Regions from separate parts of the Drosophila melanogaster genome. Here region 1 is linked to region 2. A link is a contact called in public Hi-C data. All regions are on one chromosome and are shown on one strand. The core of a region is the stretch at or near the end of the contact, and the rest is flanking DNA. Distances in the headings are between cores, read along the strand shown. Region 1 holds the start of daw (dawdle). Region 2 holds the start of Hrs (Hepatocyte growth factor regulated tyrosine kinase substrate).

The links. Hi-C and Micro-C count contacts between places; a contact is called where the count stands out from the background.
Region 1: a contact with region 2 is called in a Hi-C map of the Kc167 cell line, with 4 times the contacts expected there. A contact is called at or near these places in 12 of 107 Hi-C or Micro-C datasets (the D17-c3 cell line, the Kc167 cell line, the S2 cell line and 4 more).

What each region holds. Positions count from the first base shown.
Region 1 is chr2L:2,803,672-2,809,790 of dm6, forward strand. It overlaps daw (dawdle), which reads left to right and starts at 1,590. Exons shown (of 5, transcript NM_001273038.1): 1 at 1,590-1,930; 2 at 5,309-6,119. The coding sequence starts at 5,640.
Region 2 is chr2L:2,738,591-2,745,073 of dm6, forward strand. Hrs (Hepatocyte growth factor regulated tyrosine kinase substrate) reads left to right here and starts at 1,396. Exons shown (of 6, transcript NM_164496.1): 1 at 1,396-1,444; 2 at 1,550-1,621; 3 at 1,799-1,883; 4 at 1,930-2,194; 5 at 2,518-2,892; 6 at 2,969-4,787. The coding sequence starts at 1,591. The coding sequence ends at 4,495. CG31689 reads left to right here. Exons shown (of 11, transcript NM_001273025.1): 7 at 1-25; 8 at 93-193; 9 at 279-434; 10 at 499-707; 11 at 772-1,240. The coding sequence ends at 910. It overlaps CG9961, which reads right to left and starts at 6,344. Exons shown (of 3, transcript NM_134860.3): 1 at 6,177-6,344; 2 at 6,014-6,122; 3 at 4,785-5,947. The coding sequence starts at 6,334. The coding sequence ends at 4,868.

The DNA of each region.
Region 1 (6,119 bases), core at 340-2,839, 65 kb after region 2:
TCACTAGACAGTCATAGAATTTTCCTGATCAAATGCAAGGCCAAAGTCTAGACGAATAAGGCCATTTATAATCAAATGAAGCGATGAATAGTTCAGAAAATATTAGAATGAATCTTTAGATGTTTAAGGTAACTTTAAGCTTGCAGTTCAAACGTGTAACTAAAGTCATAGTACCCCTATCAAGGGTATAAGCATCATATATTGTTGACTTAATTATGACACCAAAACACTGTTTTAATTAAAAACTGAAATTCCAGAGGCCCGGCCACGATAAGCCGTGCATTGTGACGTGTTTTTCAGCACGCGCGCCACATTTAAAAATTAGACGTTTCGAGTGAGATTTTGCCTCGATCCTGAGTATACAAATCACGAAAGGTATATTGTGCGATTCCATCGCATTATATTTGAGGTGAATGCTTTATTGTGAAATCTCAAGGTAAACAAAACTCGGAACGGACTTAATCAGTCGATTGGCATGAGGTTTGAAAGTGAAACACAGCGATACGCAATCAGAGCCAGCATTTAATTAATATTAGCCATTTACATACTATTGTCCTCCGAGGTAATCTCAAGAGACCCATGCTCGACGGGCGTGAAAACTTCAAAATTATGATATCACACATGGTAATCAATTGAAGCAGCCAGCAAGTTAAAAACAAGAAACCCCAAACGTCGTAAAAGCCACATCGTAAATTGGTCAAGAGGAAAGCGATTAGCTGGCCAAGAGCTAAACAAAAACAGGAAGGCATACGTAGGGTGGAGTCTGAAATTGAGTATACTTAGTTCATTCGTTATATTACATCTAATTGTTCAGTCTTTTACACGACATTGTTTGCATATTCTTCGATGATACATATGTACTTTCTTCTAGCATTCATGGTTATACGTCAATTTTAGTCATACCTCTCGCTAGTACCGCTTATTAATAGACATTGGGCCATCAAAAGAAAGCGATGGTATCGCTTTGGCTGTGAGAACCAATCGCCATTAGGCAATGTCGGCTATCAGGGAAAGTCAAAGGCAATCCGCTGGACTGGACTGCCGCTGAACTTTGGACCGGTTGGATCGAGCGATAAAACCCCACCGGCACGACGTCAGCTCACGTTTTTGGGTGACGAATGCTGGGGCTCGATCCTCATTCCCAACAAGCTCGAACTCACGAACGGCCATCGAACATGTAGCGCCGGCCAGCGAACTTGTTCGATGCTCCAGCCTCGAGCGGCGTGGGTGTTCGATGCAGGAGGCGATCGGATGGGAGCCAACCGGACCTAAAACGCTGCTGTGTGGGCCAGGGGGGAAAGCCACCCATTATCAGTGGCTCTCCCTGCTCTCCCTCTCTCTCTCTCTGTCGCACTTGCTGGAAGCAAAGTAGAATTGCGCATCGCTTAAAACGCAGAGCAGCGGAGTGCGCCAATGATCGGCGGCGTGTCTGTTATCAAACAAACTGAAACTCAACTGTCTGCCGCCCGAAGAGTGGGCCATACCCATACCCATACCCATACCCAGGCCCATACTCACACCCATACCGCTCCCCACAGATACCGTTAGTCGTACCGCTCCAGGCTTTTGTGGCCGCTGCGCCGCCCATCGTCGAATTATTCACACGCAGACGTTCCCAACGATCGGATCGAAAATTATTCAAATCGTGCAAATCGTACATGAAACTTGGTGTGAACGAATAATACTTTATGTTTCTTCAAAACATTTGTTTTTGCTCAGCGAAATATCAGCTCGTCATTTTGAGGAAATCAAGTTCAAGTGGTGAAATTCAAAACAATAATGAGTTTGCGAAAGTGATTTGCGAAAACAAATAAACGGACAATCGATTGTAGAATCACTCAAGGACATTTGATAAGCATCCCTTTTCGCAGAAGATTGCAAACAATGTGCTAAGTTATTCAAGCATTTTGACAATGGATTATTAATTTGGGTGAGTTACATAACACAAGGGCTTATTGTGTAAGAAGTTTAAATAAAAGTGCCAAAAATGTGAATTATGGAATCAGCCTCAACATGGGATACTAGAAATTGTATATTTTTTTTAGCAGTCTAATGCTCAATATCAGTTATTACCAAATCGCAGGGAAGTTTCTAGTTTCGCTTTTGGAATATCATGCCGTAATTAAAAACTAATCATGCAGTGAATGGTTTATCGATCAGAGGCCTATCTATCACCGATTGATTGATTGATAGTTTTCGAGCCTATAACCCAGGCGCATAACCTCCAAAAGCTCTTGGCGAATTTCGGCCACGTCGAGAGTCATTGGCCAAATTTAGTTGCTACCAATGATGATCTTATTTAATCCTGCACTTGATTTATGGTAGCATCGCCGATGAGCGTGTGGCGAGAAAAGTATTATGGCAGATTAATTTGCGACGCTTCGGGCCTCTGGCTTCTGGCAATCGGGGCAATCTCCGTGAGCGGTTCCAAAGTCCAGATCGTGGCATGCTCCCAACCGCTGATCGGCGAGAACGGCGTGATCGCCGTGATTTATTGCCAAAAACCGATGGAAGCAGCCGTGTTTTTGTCGCAGTGCATTCAACTGCTGCGCGCGAAGAAGAAATGCAAGTGATAATTGCCGGCAATTACGATAGCCCCACTCCAAGTCCGAGTCCCAGCCCCACATCCAGTCCCAGCTGCCCCGTAATTAATGCGAAAATGATACGGGCAGGCCCATGGAAAACCCCCAAGCAGAGTCGCTTAGTCAAGAAGCCATCTCCATCAAGCGGCTGTACTTTGCACCTCCAATCGACGCATCGCCAGACCCCCAACTCCCCATTCACAGGCACAGCAGTTTTTTGCTCCGATTTGCATCGACATGGCAACCGCGGAGTCTTCACTACAGCTTTTGCTTCTGATCACGCGCTGGTGGCGTGCTCGATGACGTAGCCATGACTGCCGGGCGTTAAATGACCTTCTTCAACTTCTGTCCCCCTTCCCAGCGGCACCCCTTTTCCGCGGGCCCCCATCACATCGCAGTCGCACGCCTCGGCTTCGATTCCTGCCTTTGATAAGTCGGTCAGTCAAGTCAGTCATTAAGTCCAGTGCAGTGCGGACAGCTCGAGTTACGTCAAAAACGAAGAGTACGTACAAAACGTGTCACATGTCGCGTGTGTGCTACAATCCAAGCCCTGCTTCCTGATCCGATCCCCATCCATTCTATCAGATCCCATCCCATCCGATCTGATCCGTCATTATGTGGCCCCCAGTCGCTTTAATCGACGTCAGGTTGGTTGTGTTGGAAAAAACAAAATGGAGCAGATTTTGGAACGTGGCAATCTACGTAGGTTGTGGAAAAATATGCGATGAGTTGATAAGTGGTGCGACATATGCTGAAGGCCAGGACGTCATTTAAATTGGAAAAGGGCCACTGGAAAAGTGTAATACCTTATGTAACTTATGGGAACACGTAAAACTAAACTTAATTGTGCAAGTCAAAGGTGTCATAATCTAATATGAAATTGGGGAGTATGCAATACTTATAGTTGTTTATTGTATTATTTCCTAACAAGAACCCCTATTAATTTGCTTTTGCTTAAGCCGCACCAACAATGTTGCCAGAATTCGCTGAGGCCTACAAAATTTCTATCAATTAAACGGACCTTCTCCTCCGTATAGTATAGATCATTTCTATTCGTCTCGATGATCTAATTGGGTTCAGAAAAATCACAGTTCGTGACAAGCGAATCGGGCACGTGTTCAGCATTTAAGGCTAAATCGAATAGGCGGTATAATATAACTCGTGATCTGCCGGCCTTCAAAATACTTTTCTTGACCTTACTCGACTGCTTCACATTTAGCCGAGACCAGAAATTCTGGCTGATGAAATTCCCAACCGAAATACTCATGAATTTCCCATTCGCATTTAAATTGGAAAACAGACACACTATGTATTTGAAATGCGCATCTATTAACCGAATCCGATTAGGATTGCCCAGAATCGCATGCTAAGCGTACTTAATTGGTTAAATGCCGCACTACATATTCCATGCTCCCGATTTGTGGACCAAAAGTGGGAAACCGCCCCTTATCAGCAACGTGTTCACTATTAATTGATTGACACACAATCGAGTCGGATCATCAAAGTCAAGCTTGATAACGCTGCGGGGTAATTAGCATGAATGGGCCACTCGACTCGATTCGATTCGATTCGATTCGGTTTGAAGCGATCATAAATTCACTTGATATCAAAATGCCCCATTGTGGCCAAGCGAGTGCCAAAAATGCCAACAGATAGTGACGCCGCCAACTGGGGGCGTGGCATTGTCAGGGTGGCGGGAGGTTAAAAATAAAATTGCAATTAAGAATTTTATGCAATTCGGTGGCTTGGCGTTTTCAAGAAGCTGATGCAATGCTGCACCCCACTTGCATATCCAATTGTCTTCGGCTAAAGAGAGAGCGCCATGTAGCCATAACCATGGTCTATAGTCATAAATCGAGACCCGAACCGCTCGGCTTGGATCCGAGTCCGCAACCGATACGAAACGATCCGTCAGATACGATGCGATTCGAGTGGTTCGGATTGTTTCGGTTCGGTTCGGTTCGGTTCGGCTGGCGCTCGCGGAACGATCAATCAAACGCTCGGCGATCGTCACATAAATTGTTCTACTAATCAGCCAACCGCTTCATTCATTCACAACTCGTTTGCGCTGCCGCATGTCGGAAGAGAAAGAAGCACCATACTATATCATAGACCATACCACAAGTGGAATACTATATAGACGCGCGATCCCAGCTATAGCTAAAGGCCCGTGCCACTCGTGTTTCGTGTCCGGGTTCAAAGTTAATGCCGCAACCCCCGCCGGATTCATCCGGCTGAGCAGATTCAGATCCCATTGGAGCAAATCGGAGTGTGCTCACCACGGTACGTGTGGGGTCCACGTCCACCTAATTGCCATCTAATTGAGCCCGCTTATCAGCGGATCTGCGCAACTACGCTTTCGATTTGAGTCGCACTTGGGGCAAATAGCCCATGTGATAATGTGAAATTGAATACTGAACTAAACTAAATCTTCCCGGAATTAATGTCAAAAAAACGATTTGCACTTTGCCACCTGCCAATTCGAGCTCAACGATATGGAATAAATGATGCAATTTGGTGCAAAAATTAAGCGAGACTTCGGGCTTAGTGAGTGATAGTGATAAATGCACCTGATCCGCTGGCATATTAAATTGCATTTTAATTGGGGCAGCGCGTTCGCAAATATTTATGAGAAAATTTAGGGCATAGCTGTTTTAATTTATTTGATTAATAATCGGAATGTGCTTACAATATTAACTAAGTTACAAATTTCTTCTTATTTGCAGACGAAACTTAACGAAAAGTTTAAAATATTGAACATGCATCATTCAAGCGTATAAGTCGTTGTTATATAAAATCATAAAAAACGCATAAACGTTTTAAAAGTGCTTAAACAAGGCTATAAAACGGCAACAATAAGTGAAACCAGCTGCAATTCTATGAGTTTTGTAAACCTGAAAGCCGGAAAAATTGATGTTTTAATGCTGCCAAACAGATAGCAATCAGCCCCAGCCGACAAAACAAGAGTGAAACCAAAGGCGATCCAGAAGATCATAAGATACATATAAAATATCTCACAGTTAAAAAAAAAGAGAAGTCATAAGTACATATTCAGAAATGGCCAAGTACTTTATAGCCCTGGTGTTGCTGGTGTGTCTGGCCCTGGAGAACAGGAACGTATACAATCGCCTGCACGCCCGCTCCCATCCGAGTTCCCGTGGCGACATCCTTCGTCCGCATCCTAAGCACCAGCCGCATCCCCATGTGCAGCACACCTCGCAACAGCTGCAGCAGCAACACCATATCCGGCAGCAACGATCCCGTCAGCTGAAACACCTGGAACCGGATCCGACCAGCGAGGAGGACGATGTACCGATCACCAAGCGGGAGTACTATGCCCGCCTGAGGCGCCACGTCATCCACAAGAGGCAGCACCTCCTGCAGCAGGAGCTCAGCTACAACCATCCCGGCTCCCATTCGGAGCAGCTAAAGGTGCCCCGCCTGTGGCAACACCTCATGGAGCAGGAGGAGAAGGCACACCGACATGTGAGCCCGCCCGTGGAGTTGCCTATCATGTACGGAGATGCCCCCGAGGAG
Region 2 (6,483 bases), core at 146-2,645:
ACCATTATGCCGGGCATATTGAGATGTAAGTCGGAATGGGGGAGTGCATACTATGTGCCTCTTTCTACAATATAATATGATGCGTGTTACAGATCCCGCCGAAATAGAGATCATCAGAAAGGAGACCTTCAACAACTGGTACAAATTGCGAACCTATTACCTTGCCACCATCATCACATCCACACCAGTCCATGTGAGTCTGCAATCCTGTGGATTCCTGAAAAAACCTATCCACACGTACATACTTATATTTTCTCACATATATTATATTTTTTCAGATCATCTTCTCGACGGTGTATATAACGATAGGATATCTGATGACCGATCAGCCCGTGGAAATGGATCGATTTGTTAAGTACCTACTAAGTGCGGTGGTGGTCACGATCTGTGCGGATGGTCTGGGCGTCTTTCTGGGCACCGTGCTGAATCCAGTGGTAAGTGCAGAGCTCTTTAACCAAATGCTAGAATCCTTTGTCACCACAAAAACTTAATTTGCAGAATGGAACTTTCGTTGGCGCCGTTTCGACGTCATGTATGCTAATGTTCTCCGGCTTCCTCATCCTGCTGAATCACATTCCGGCTGCCATGCGATTCATGGCCTATATATCGCCACTTCGCTACGCCCTCGAAAACATGGTGATCTCGCTGTACGGCAATCAGCGTGGCCAGTTGATCTGCCCGCCCACGGAGTTCTATTGCCACTTCAAGTGAGTGAAAGCATAAGCAAGCTGCAAATATTCAAAGTACTCATTTATTATCGTTTTCGATTAGGAACGCTGTGACTGTGCTGCGACAATTTGGTATGGAGGACGGCGACTTTGGTCACAACATTCTCATGATCCTCATCCAAATAGCGATATTCAAGGTTCTGTCCTACTTTACGCTGAAGCACAAGATCAAGACGAACTGATGGGGGGGGGGGGGGGGCTTTTAGTATTCGGCTTAATTTGAATCGAATGTGATTTTATGTTACTTATGTATGTATGTATATCGCTTAGTTGCAAGTAAACCCAATCTTTTATATACCGGCGTGTGATACTTTAACAAATGCAACGGACCATTGCAATATGCGAGTGCCAACTGTTGCGGCAACCTCTAAGCATAGCGAATCATAGTTTTTATACTGTTTATGTATGGATAACTAACCTTTATATATGTATGTACGTGTAGTTATTTGTCTAGTTAACCTAATTGTAAGCGAGACCTGTATGAACAAACAAAATAAACAAGAAGCTTAAGCAAATGAGTAGCGCATTTATTTTTATGGCACAAAATGCGATTCCAATCTGGGGCTTAATGTTAATATGTTAATATAAAAGTCATTTCAAATTTTTAAAAATCCGTTACGAAAATTCCAAACTTTACGTCAATCGTTACGTCAGTCATGTAGTGCTGCTCTTATTTGCGTTGCCCTTGCTTTTCGTCATCTGGCAGCACTGTAAGGGTATGTTAATTTCATTGATGTGGCAGCACTAGCGCATTGCAGAAAATTTCTTTGCTTGCAAAACAATAATAATAAGCTTTCCTTATTTTAAACGAATAACAATAGAAAACCAACGACGAGAAGCAGCATAAAAGAAAACAGAAAACATGTTTCGATCAAGTTTCGACAAAAACTTAGGTAAGAAGCACCAAAGTCAAGGAAATAAACCAATAAGAAAAAATGACTCATCGAAAAACAAAAAAAACAAGGAAGAAGAATTCAGAAGTAACAATAAAAAGGCGATTGAACTCCAAAACAATTGAAGATTTTGATAAACACACAAAGGTCTAACAATTACGCACTTTCCACTCGCAGAAAATGCCACCAGTCACTTGCGTCTGGAGCCCGACTGGCCATCAATTCTTCTGATTTGCGATGAAATCAACCAGAAAGATGTCACGTAAGTTTCGGCGATTCCAGATTTATTATTTTAATCAAAAAACCAGTCCCAAGAATGCCTTTGCCGCCATCAAGAAGAAGATGAACTCGCCCAACCCGCACTCCTCCTGCTATTCCCTCCTGGTCCTCGAGAGCATCGTCAAGAACTGCGGCGCACCCGTTCACGAGGAGGTGTTCACCAAGGAGAACTGCGAGATGTTCAGCAGTTTCCTCGAGTCGACGCCCCACGAGAACGTGCGCCAGAAGATGCTGGAGCTGGTGCAGACCTGGGCGTACGCCTTCCGCTCCTCGGACAAGTACCAGGCCATCAAGGTAGGATTGGCAGCTCCATCTAAAGGGATCTTTACCATGCGATTGATGCACTTTGAAAAAGATTGTGGGTTTCTCTATACTTTTGCATTGAATATAACACTTTGCATCAGCCCAGCGCACACTTAGTTCAAAATCCGGCCCTGCGCTTTGCCATTAATTTAATTAGTAGGAAACAACTGTTTGCTGCGTAGCAAAACCCAGTGAAATGTCATCAGTTGAATAGAAATGAGCTCGGAGGAGGAACTTAGCATTGAGGAGGAATCCCTTGTAGACTCACGCCACATAACTACAGCTAACTTTACTAACAATCCCATTCTCTGCAGGACACCATGACCATCCTGAAGGCGAAGGGGCACACTTTCCCCGAACTTCGGGAGGCAGATGCCATGTTCACGGCGGACACGGCGCCCAACTGGGCAGATGGCAGGGTATGCCATCGCTGTCGCGTGGAGTTCACCTTCACCAACCGGAAGCACCACTGCCGGAACTGCGGCCAGGTCTTCTGTGGCCAATGCACGGCCAAGCAGTGTCCGCTGCCCAAGTACGGCATCGAAAAGGAGGTGCGTGTGTGCGACGGCTGCTTCGCTGCCCTCCAGCGTCCGACGAGCGGCAGTGGAGGCGCTAAGTCCGGACCACGTCCGGCGGACAGCGAGCTACCGGCGGAGTATCTGAACAGCACTTTGGCGCAGCAGGTGCAGGTGAGTCACTCTGGGAAAACAGCTAATCTAATCGAAACAGAACAGCCGATTAATGGCAAAACCATATTCCTTCTAGACACCAGCTCGCAAGACCGAGCAGGAACTCAAGGAGGAGGAGGAACTGCAGCTGGCGCTGGCCCTCAGTCAATCGGAAGCGGAGCAGCAGAAGCCCAAGCTGCAATCCCTGCCACCCGCTGCCTATCGCATGCAGCAAAGGTCTCCCAGTCCGGAGGCACCGCCAGAACCCAAGGAGTATCACCAGCAGCCGGAGGAGGCTACCAATCCGGAGCTGGCCAAGTACTTGAACCGCAGCTACTGGGAGCAGCGCAAGATCAGCGAATCGTCATCCATGGCAAGTCCCTCGGCACCGAGCCCCATGCCACCAACGCCGCAGCCCCAGCAGATCATGCCCCTGCAGGTCAAGAGTGCGGATGAAGTGCAGATCGATGAGTTTGCCGCCAATATGCGCACGCAGGTGGAGATCTTTGTTAACCGCATGAAGTCGAACTCGAGCCGCGGTCGCAGCATCTCCAACGACTCCTCTGTGCAGACCCTCTTCATGACCCTGACCTCGTTGCACTCGCAGCAGTTGTCGTACATCAAGGAGATGGACGACAAGCGCATGTGGTACGAGCAGCTGCAGGACAAGCTAACCCAGATCAAGGACTCGCGTGCTGCGCTGGATCAGCTGCGTCAGGAGCATGTGGAGAAGCTGCGCAGGATCGCCGAGGAGCAGGAACGTCAGCGACAGATGCAGATGGCCCAGAAACTGGACATAATGCGCAAGAAGAAGCAGGAGTATCTGCAGTATCAACGACAGCTAGCATTGCAGCGCATCCAGGAGCAGGAGCGCGAGATGCAGCTGCGCCAGGAGCAGCAGAAGGCGCAGTATTTGATGGGCCAGTCGGCTCCACCTTTCCCCTACATGCCACCATCGGCGGTGCCACAACATGGTTCGCCCTCGCATCAGCTCAACAACGTTTATAATCCCTATGCTGCCGGTGTGCCCGGCTATTTGCCTCAGGGTCCTGCACCGGCTCCCAACGGACATGGCCAGTTTCAGGCCATTCCGCCGGGCATGTACAATCCGGCAATACAGCAGCCGATGCCGCCGAATCTCCAGCCCGGCGGATTAATGCAACAGCCCGCGCCACCTGGAAATCCCCAGATGATGCCGCCCATGCCCGAAAATCAGTTTGCCAACAATCCTGCTGCTATCCTCCAGCTGCCGCAGCAGCATTCGATCGCCCAGCCTCCTCAAATACCATTCCAACCGCAGCCTCAACAGATTCCTGGTCAGCAGCCTCAACAGATTCCTGGTCAGCAGCCTCAACAGATTCCTGGTCAGCAGCCTCAACAGATTCCTGGTCAGCAGCCACAGCAGATTCCTGTCCAGCAACCTCAGCCACAACCCCAAATGGGTCACGTAATGCTGCAGCAGCACCAGGCTCCTCCAGCAGCACAGGCACCTCCAGTTACCGAAATCGCCAACAATCAAGTCCAAGCGGTGGCTGCTGCACCTGCTCCGCCGCAAAACGAACCGGGACCCGCGCCCGTTAAAGCTGAGGAGCCGGCTACGGCGGAACTGATTAGCTTTGATTAATCCAAGAGATGTTATTCCATTTGTATTACCCTTCAGGGCTGGGTCAGAAAGTTCTCGTGCGGCTGTTAAGCGAAAAAATGTATGTTTTGTTTAGTTGAACGCGGTTATTAGTTACTATTTCAAAAGTTTTTGTTGCGAGAAAGAGGAACATGATAAATTTTAAGTTTAGACCAAATCTATGGAGGTAAAAAGATAGTTGGAAAGTAGTGCTGCACGAGATCGAGGCCCGCCCTTTTATCACGTTTTAACCGACTAATGTTATTCCACAATAAAAATAACTTTGTATTTTGAGAGACTGATTGTTTAAATTGTCCAAATTGAATTTAAGATACATGTACATATAAGTGGAATAACCATTGTAAAGCAGTGCGTTTAGGCATCCGAAAGAGCAGCCACTCCAGGCAGAACCTTACCCTCCAGCAACTCCAGGGAAGCTCCTCCACCGGTGGACACATGCGAGACCTTGTCGGCGCCTCCGAACTTCAAGCAAGCGGTGGCCGTATCCCCACCACCAACGATTGTGGTGGCTCCTCGGTTAGTGGCCCCGATTACTGCCTCCAGCATGGACTCGGTGCCTTTGGAGAATAGCTCGTTTTCGAACAAGCCTGGCGGTCCGTTCCAGACGATGGTTTTGGATGCACAAATAGCGCCAGCAAACATCTGACTGGATGCCTGGCCGTGGTCCAGACCCATCATGTCCTCCGGTATGCCCTGTGTGGCATCCACATGTTCCACTTTATCCGGCTCCTTGTCGATCTTATTGGCTATGACAAAGTCAATCGGAAATAGTATATTCACGTCCTTCTCCTTCGCCTTGCAGACTATGTCGTTGACCAACTCGGATCCCTTCTCGTCGAAGAGGGACTTTCCAATCTCCATGCCATTGAGCACTTTGAGAAAGGTGAAGGCCATGCCACCGGATATGATCATGGCCGTTACATTGTTCAGGAGGTTCGTTATCAGTGGAATTTTATCGGCTATCTTGGCGCCACCCAGAATGGCCAAAAAGGGCTTGGCCGGATCGTGGAGAACCTTGGCAAAGTACTCCAGTTCCTTGTCCAGCAGGAAACCAGCCGCTCGCACCTTGTAGCCATCGCCCATCATGGAACTATGCGGACGATGTGCTGTTCCAAAGGCATCGTTCACATAGATCTCGCCCAGCTGCGCCAACTTGGCTCGGAATTCCTTCACCTTCGCGGGATCTGCTTTGACCTTCTTCTTGTTATCGTCCTTGCTGCTGCCCGTCTCCTCGGCATAGAAACGAAGATTCTCCAACAGGAACACAGTGCCGTCGGAGGGATCCTTCAAAGCTCTCAGGGTGCTATCACCCACGCAGTCGTCCAGGAATTGAACCGGCTGGCCCAGCACACTCTCCAGCTCCTTGGCCACGGGTTCCAGGCTAAACTTTTTGTTCTTTTTGCCATCCGGACGCCCCAAGTGGGATGCCAAAACCTAGGCAAAAAATTAAGTTATTCGTTCTATACTTTTTAGGAATTGAAGGAAGATATATCAACTCACCAAGGACTTACATTTCTTGTCCAAGGCATATTTAATACTGGGAAGTGCGGAAACAATTCGTTGGTTGTTGGTTATTTTGCCATCTTTCATGGGTACATTAAAGTCCACTCTAAAAATAAATTTATAAATCACACACTAAAACATATCTGGCAAGGATACTCACCTCATAAAAACCCTTTTCCCAGCCACATCTACATTTTTTAAGCTCAACTTCTTTACTTGCTTTCCATTGCAATCGTCTTTGCTAAAAAATCTTGGAAATCTTAATTTTGTAAATCGAGTTTGAGCTCTTTGGTATAAACTCTGCCGAATTGGAAGCATATTAAATAAATTTATTACCTGTTTTTGACTGAAAATACAATGCACGATGAGGAAGTAATTATGAAAATAAGTAACTAAATTAACTATTTTCAATAATTTTCGAAAAAGTAAAAGAAAAATGTAACCCTATGGCAACACCAAGTTAAATT